Linked DNA regions of Mus musculus: region 2 is linked to region 1. Evidence: chromatin contacts called from public Hi-C data. All regions are on one chromosome and are shown on one strand. The core of a region is the stretch at or near the end of the contact, and the rest is flanking DNA. Distances in the headings are between cores, read along the strand shown.

Region 1 (2,700 bases), core at 29-2,528:
AACTTGAACTTGGTCCCCCACAGTGTTGCCGCATCTGTGACTGCCAAGTCCTCAGCACAGAGACGGAGCCAGCCTCAGGTCACGCAAATGACAGTGCCCCTGGTCCACCAGGTGAAAAAGGCCGCCCCTCTAATTGTGGAGGTCTTCAACAAGGTCCTTCACAGCTCTAACCCTGTGCCCCTCTATGCGCCAAATCTCAGCCCACCTGCAGACAGCAGAATCCACGTGCCGGCCAGTGGGTACTGCTGCCTGGAGTGCGGAGACGCGTTTGCCTTAGAGAAGAGCCTGAGCCAGCACTATAGCCGGCGCAGTGTCCACATTGAGGTGCTGTGCACACTGTGCTCTAAGACACTGCTCTTCTTCAACAAGTGCAGTCTGCTTCGGCATGCCCGTGACCACAAGAGCAAGGGACTTGTCATGCAGTGCTCTCAGCTGCTTGTGAAGCCCATCTCTGCGGACCAGATGTTTGTGGCGGCTCCCGTGAACTCCACTGCACCAGCAACCCCAGCCGCTTCTTCCTCCCCCAAACCCAGCCCCACTTTGGACAATGCCAGCTCTGTAATTCCAGCCTTGCCACTTTATCCAGACCCAGTGAGGCTCATCCGGTATGGAACCAAATGTCCTGAGTGTCACAAGCAGATGCGAGATTATATGGTCCTGGCTACACATTTCCAGAGGACAACAGAGGAAACCGAGGGGCTAGTGAGTAGACCATCACATTGTTGGGTGGTGAGCCTCAGGCCCATAAAGTTCCATGATGGGGACTTAGAATGGGAGCAGAGGTAGAATCTTAGTCTTAGAGGGGGACATCTGGCTTAATGGTTAGCATATCATCTGAATACAGAGTACTTGGTTTCTTATTTGGGAAGATAATCCTACCCATACTGGTGGGGAAAGCCTGGAGATCCAACGAGCTTAGCCAGGGGATTGGGTATTTGTTTATAATTGTAGTACTTATAAGGCTAAAGCAGAAGGATCGCAAATTTGAGACCAGATCAAGACTGTCTCAACAAACAAAACTGTCTCTCTGGGCAGGCTCCATGTTCCACTTCCACCCAGATTGGCAGTGAGTTTGATCCAAATGCAGGCCTGTTTGGGCTTAGGTCTCTTTCTGGACTTTCAACCATGACTCTCAACCATGGTAACATGGTTTTGGCAAGTACCCCGAGAACCTGGGGATGGGAGTAGATGAATCACTGTGTTTGTCCCTTAGTAGTCTGTTTTCTAAGAACATTCCACCCCTCAGTACACAGCTGTTGAGCAGAATTTCTCTGGAGATAGGGCCAGAGGCAGAGCTGAGGAGGAAAGGAGAGTGGGTAGGGATGTAGGCTCCATGCAGAGGGTTTGTAGGTCTCCATCCTTCATCCATGTTCTCTAAGTCTAAAAAAGGAGTTGAGCTTTTCTGCTTATTCTGATTGTTGGCTGTAGTTGGTGAGATATGTGGTTTGTTTTTAAAGGCACTTGGTGCTTACCCTTTTTCTGCCCTATTGCTATTGCTAGCAGATTGTGTCAAGAAGGCAGCCTTAAGCTGTGTTAGTACAGTTATAGTCAAAACACTTTGCAGCTGGAGGCAGGAGGGCTATCCTTAGCAAGACTTCATCTTTAAAAAACAGAAAGGCCTTCAGGTGTGTGTGTGTGTGTGTGTGTGTGTGAGAGAGAGAGAGAGAGAGAGAGAGAGAGAGAGAGAGTTAGTTTCTTGACGTTTTGGTCTTTTTGGTGTAGAAGCTCCCTGCTCTGCTTAGGTTGACTGACCAGCAAGTTTCCAGGACCTGCCCATTTCTGCCCTGGGCTCCAGTCTCGCACAGCCATGCACAGCATTTTCACATGGGGCAGCACCCAGGGGTGGTCTCTCTACCTCGGGTCCTTGCTGCTTGCACACAAGTGCTCTTACCCATTGAGCCATCCCTAGGGCTCCTTTCAAGACACGGCAACTTACTCCTTCACTTGGTTCCCTTAGTTCAGTGGGTATTAGTTTGCTCTTCTTTTCGTAATAAAAACTAATCAGAGATTAGAGTGGTAGCTCTTTGTTGTTCTTGTAGAGGACCCTGGATTGATATAGCACCTACCTGATGGCTAACAAACACCCATAACTTCAATTTCAGGGGATCTGACCTCTAGAGGCACCAGACACGTACATGATATATACGTATACATGCAGGCAGAACACTCACACACATAAACATAAAATAAATAGATTTTTTATTTTAAAGAAGACATGTGGAGGTGCATGTTTAATCCTAGCACGTGAGAGGCAGAGACAGTCCAGTCTGGTCTACCTGGGCTGGGCCCTTCCATGCCAGTCATTAATAAGGAAATGCCTTGTAGACTTGCCCACAGACAATCTGATGGAGGTATTTGGTCAATTGAGGTTCTTTTTCCCAGACAATTCTAGCCTGTATCAGGTTGACAGAAAAACAGCCATGAAGGATACAAAAATTACCCAAGAGAAAGTGTCTTAGATTGGGTTTTATTGCTGTGAAGAGACACCATGACCACAGCAACTCAGAAAAAAAGCATTTCGGCCGGGCGTGGTGGCGCATGCCTTTAACCCCAGCACTTGGGAGGCAGAGGCAGGCGGATTTCTGAGTTCGAGGCCAGCCTGGTCTACAAAGTGAGGTCCAGGACTACACAGAGAAACCCTGTCTTGAAAAACCAAAAAAAAAAAAAAAAAAAAAAAAAAGCATTTAATTGTACCTGGCT
Region 2 (2,700 bases), core at 161-2,660, 110 kb after region 1:
GTTCAACTGCTCCTCCTGAGGAGCCCCAGAGGTAAAAACAAACAAGCAAACAAACAAACAAACCAAAACCCCTTTTTATCTCCTGAGAGATTGGGGGTACCTGCCTAAGGCAGACCTTAATCCCCTCAGGTAAACAGTCCTCTTTTCAGAGATGGGGTGGGAAGAGAGCAGAGACAGGGGCAAGGCTGAAAGGAAGGACTTGGGGTGGCGGAGGAAGGAGAGCCAGCTTGCATGGGTTTGATTTCCAGGCAGGATGAAGTTGTTCCAAGGGTGTGGCACAGTGGAGACTCTGGAGCCGTGGTCCTCAGAGTGTGGGATGCTCTTATTAAAAACTATAGCCATACTGGCTCACAAACAACAGGAGTCCACTCCTTAGCGCTCTAGCAGCTGGAAGGGACAGCAGAGAGCCCCCAGGGTCATGTTCTGATCAGGAATCCCTCTTCCTGGTCACGGTCAACTCCTCTCCCATCCTCACGTGCTCGAAGACAGAGGGAGCACTTTGGGGCCTCTTGCATAAGGGGAACTGACCCCATTCATGAGGGCTTCACCTCCTGATGGCTCGTCTGAGCCTGTCACCCGGGCTTTGGTTTTATCACATCAATCTGGACAATTCCGCCTATAGCAGGGACACACACAGCCCTGAATGCAGAGAATCAAGCTTTCTCCAGAGCAGATGCCTCAGCCATCTGAGTGGTCTCTGCCCATTCTCAACTGTGTGACCTTGGATGGGTGGCCTGCACCTCAGAGCCTCAGTGTACCCCATTGCTTAAGGGGAGATAGTGATAGCCACCTCAGTTGCTTTGAGGATCAGTGAGCCAGCACATAGCAATGAGTATCTGACACACAGTAGGACTTCCTTCCAGGCACATAGTAGGAGTTAAGAGTCCTTCCTCAGTAGCACTGCCCTGAGTTACACACACTGCTTGTGTACCACCCCAGGCTCTCCAGAGGTGGTTCCTGGGCTGTGAGATCATACTTGCCACGGGGACATTATAACATAACGTACCTTAGAAAATTGGAGCCTGCCTGCCTTCCCCCTTCCCTCTATCCCTCCCCTCCTGCCCCCTCCTTTCCTCTCCCTTCTTTTCTTCTCATTTTCCTTTGTGCTTTTTTTCCTTATCTTCGTGGTGCTGCAGCTCCTGCGCCACACATGCTAGGCAGATGCTTTACCACTGAGCCATCTAGAGACCCCCTTGCTTCCCTTTCCTCCGTCACCATTCACTCCTTCTCCCCAAATGAAGCTTCCCTCTCACCAACAGCCTCCGCCTACAGTTAGAACACACTTTCCGATGCCCACTCTGCCATCCTGGACATGTCCTCCTAGCTCCAGCCTGGGGCTGTAGCCAGCCAGTTGCCCTGGAGTCCCTCACAGAGTCAACCGCGTCAGCTGAGTAGACTCACATCTGGCTTCTGGGAGAGCAGAATGACGTCACCCCCGGAGCTGTGAGCAGCTCCAGCTCCAAGCCTTAGCAAGGAGGGGTTAGAAGGCAGGAACGGAGTTTCTGAATGCAGTATCTATGCTCCCTGTCATGTGATGTCCCCAGCAGCAGGCAAGCCACAGCAATAGGTGGGAAGTGGAGCAAGTCTAGAGAGGCCTGTGGTGTTGGTGGGAAGAGGGAGGGGAAGGTCCACCGCTCTTTTCTTTCTCGTCCCCACAGCTGGGCTGTGGGAGCAGATCTTTGCTGCCACCTAGGACCATCTACTTGTTCTGAGAGATTGTGCAAGACGCTCCCTTTTCAAAATACAATAACCAGCTCCTGCCCTTCGGCCCTCCCTGCCAGCCTGGCCTCCCAGAAGTGCTGCCTGTTGGTACCATCTCTGGGTCTCTTGCTCCCTCTCAGTGTTACTTGGCTTCTGGTTTGTGTCCACATCCTCCCTCTGACACTGTTTTTACCTGGCCAGGCCTGCCCTGAGTGCCATAGTCTCTGTCTGTCTCAAGACTTGTCTTGCCAAAGTGCTGAGGCTCCCGAATATGATTGGCTGTGCCTGCATGGCCTCTGTCCTTCTCCTTTTAGCCGCTCTAACTGGTGTCCTGGGTCTCCTAGACACTATGCTCCTCTCTCTTTAGCCATGCAGGCTGCAGGGTCCTGCTCTGCACACTTCAGCGGGTTTCTGTGAGTGCTGTTTATTCTGTTGCTTCAACTGGACCTCATCACCGTTTTTTTTTCTTTTACTTTTAATTAATTAATTTTCTAGGTATGCGTTGGGGAGGTGTGTTGTGTGTGACACGATGTATACGTGGACGTCAGAGGACAATTTGTGGGAGCTGCTTCTGTCCTACCCTGTGGGGTTCTCCAGGGTAGATCTTGGGTCATCAGGCTTGGTAGCAAGCCGTTACCTGCTGAGCTATCTTGAAAGTCTCAACTGCATTTCTCATGAACCAGCTTCCAAATGCAGTCCCCACCCAGAGTTCCCTCTCAGCCCTAGACCCTTTTACCCAATGGGCAAATTAAGAAAAGGAAGGAAGGAAAAGAAAGAGAAAGAAAGAAAAAGAAAGAAAGAAGGAAGGAAGGAAGGAAGGAAGGAAGGAAGGAAGGAAGGAAGGAAGGAAGGAAGGAAGGAAAGAAAGAAAGAAAGAAAGAAAGAAAGAAAGAAAGAAAGAAAAAAAGAAAGGGAAAGGAAAGGAAAGGAAAGGAAAGGAAAGGAAAGGAAAGGAAAGGAAAGGAAAGGAAAGGAAAGGAAAACCAAATTCCTCACAGC

What was found. Hi-C and Micro-C count contacts between places; a contact is called where the count stands out from the background.
Region 2: a Hi-C map of muscle stem cells shows a contact between it and region 1, with 2.0 times the contacts expected there. The contact joins two enhancer-like sites. A contact is called at or near these places in 1 of 15 datasets of contacts at CTCF or cohesin (the NIH/3T3 cell line), 8 of 484 Hi-C or Micro-C datasets (the C10 cell line, cerebral cortex, muscle stem cells and 3 more), 4 of 115 datasets of contacts at active chromatin or transcription factors (embryonic stem cells, epiblast stem cells, fibro-adipogenic progenitors and 1 more) and 2 of 9 other capture datasets (adipose tissue and liver).

What each region holds. Positions count from the first base shown.
Region 1 is chr7:81,024,808-81,027,507 of GRCm38.p6, forward strand. It overlaps Zfp592 (zinc finger protein 592), which reads left to right. Exons shown (of 10, transcript NM_178707.4): 3 at 1-702. Among named protein-coding and RNA genes, the nearest start is that of Alpk3, 31 kb to the right of the region's middle. Within about 2 kb of position 1,279, at least 14 of the 459 cell types and tissues checked have an H3K27ac peak or open chromatin away from gene starts, as enhancers often do. A contact at or near this core is called in liver and muscle stem cells, where this site is marked.
Region 2 is chr7:81,133,286-81,135,985 of GRCm38.p6, forward strand. All of the region lies in intron 8 of Slc28a1 (solute carrier family 28 (sodium-coupled nucleoside transporter), member 1), which reads left to right. Among named protein-coding and RNA genes, the nearest start is that of Slc28a1, 20 kb to the left of the region's middle. Within about 2 kb of position 1,411, at least 183 of the 459 cell types and tissues checked have an H3K27ac peak or open chromatin away from gene starts, as enhancers often do. A contact at or near this core is called in liver and muscle stem cells, where this site is marked.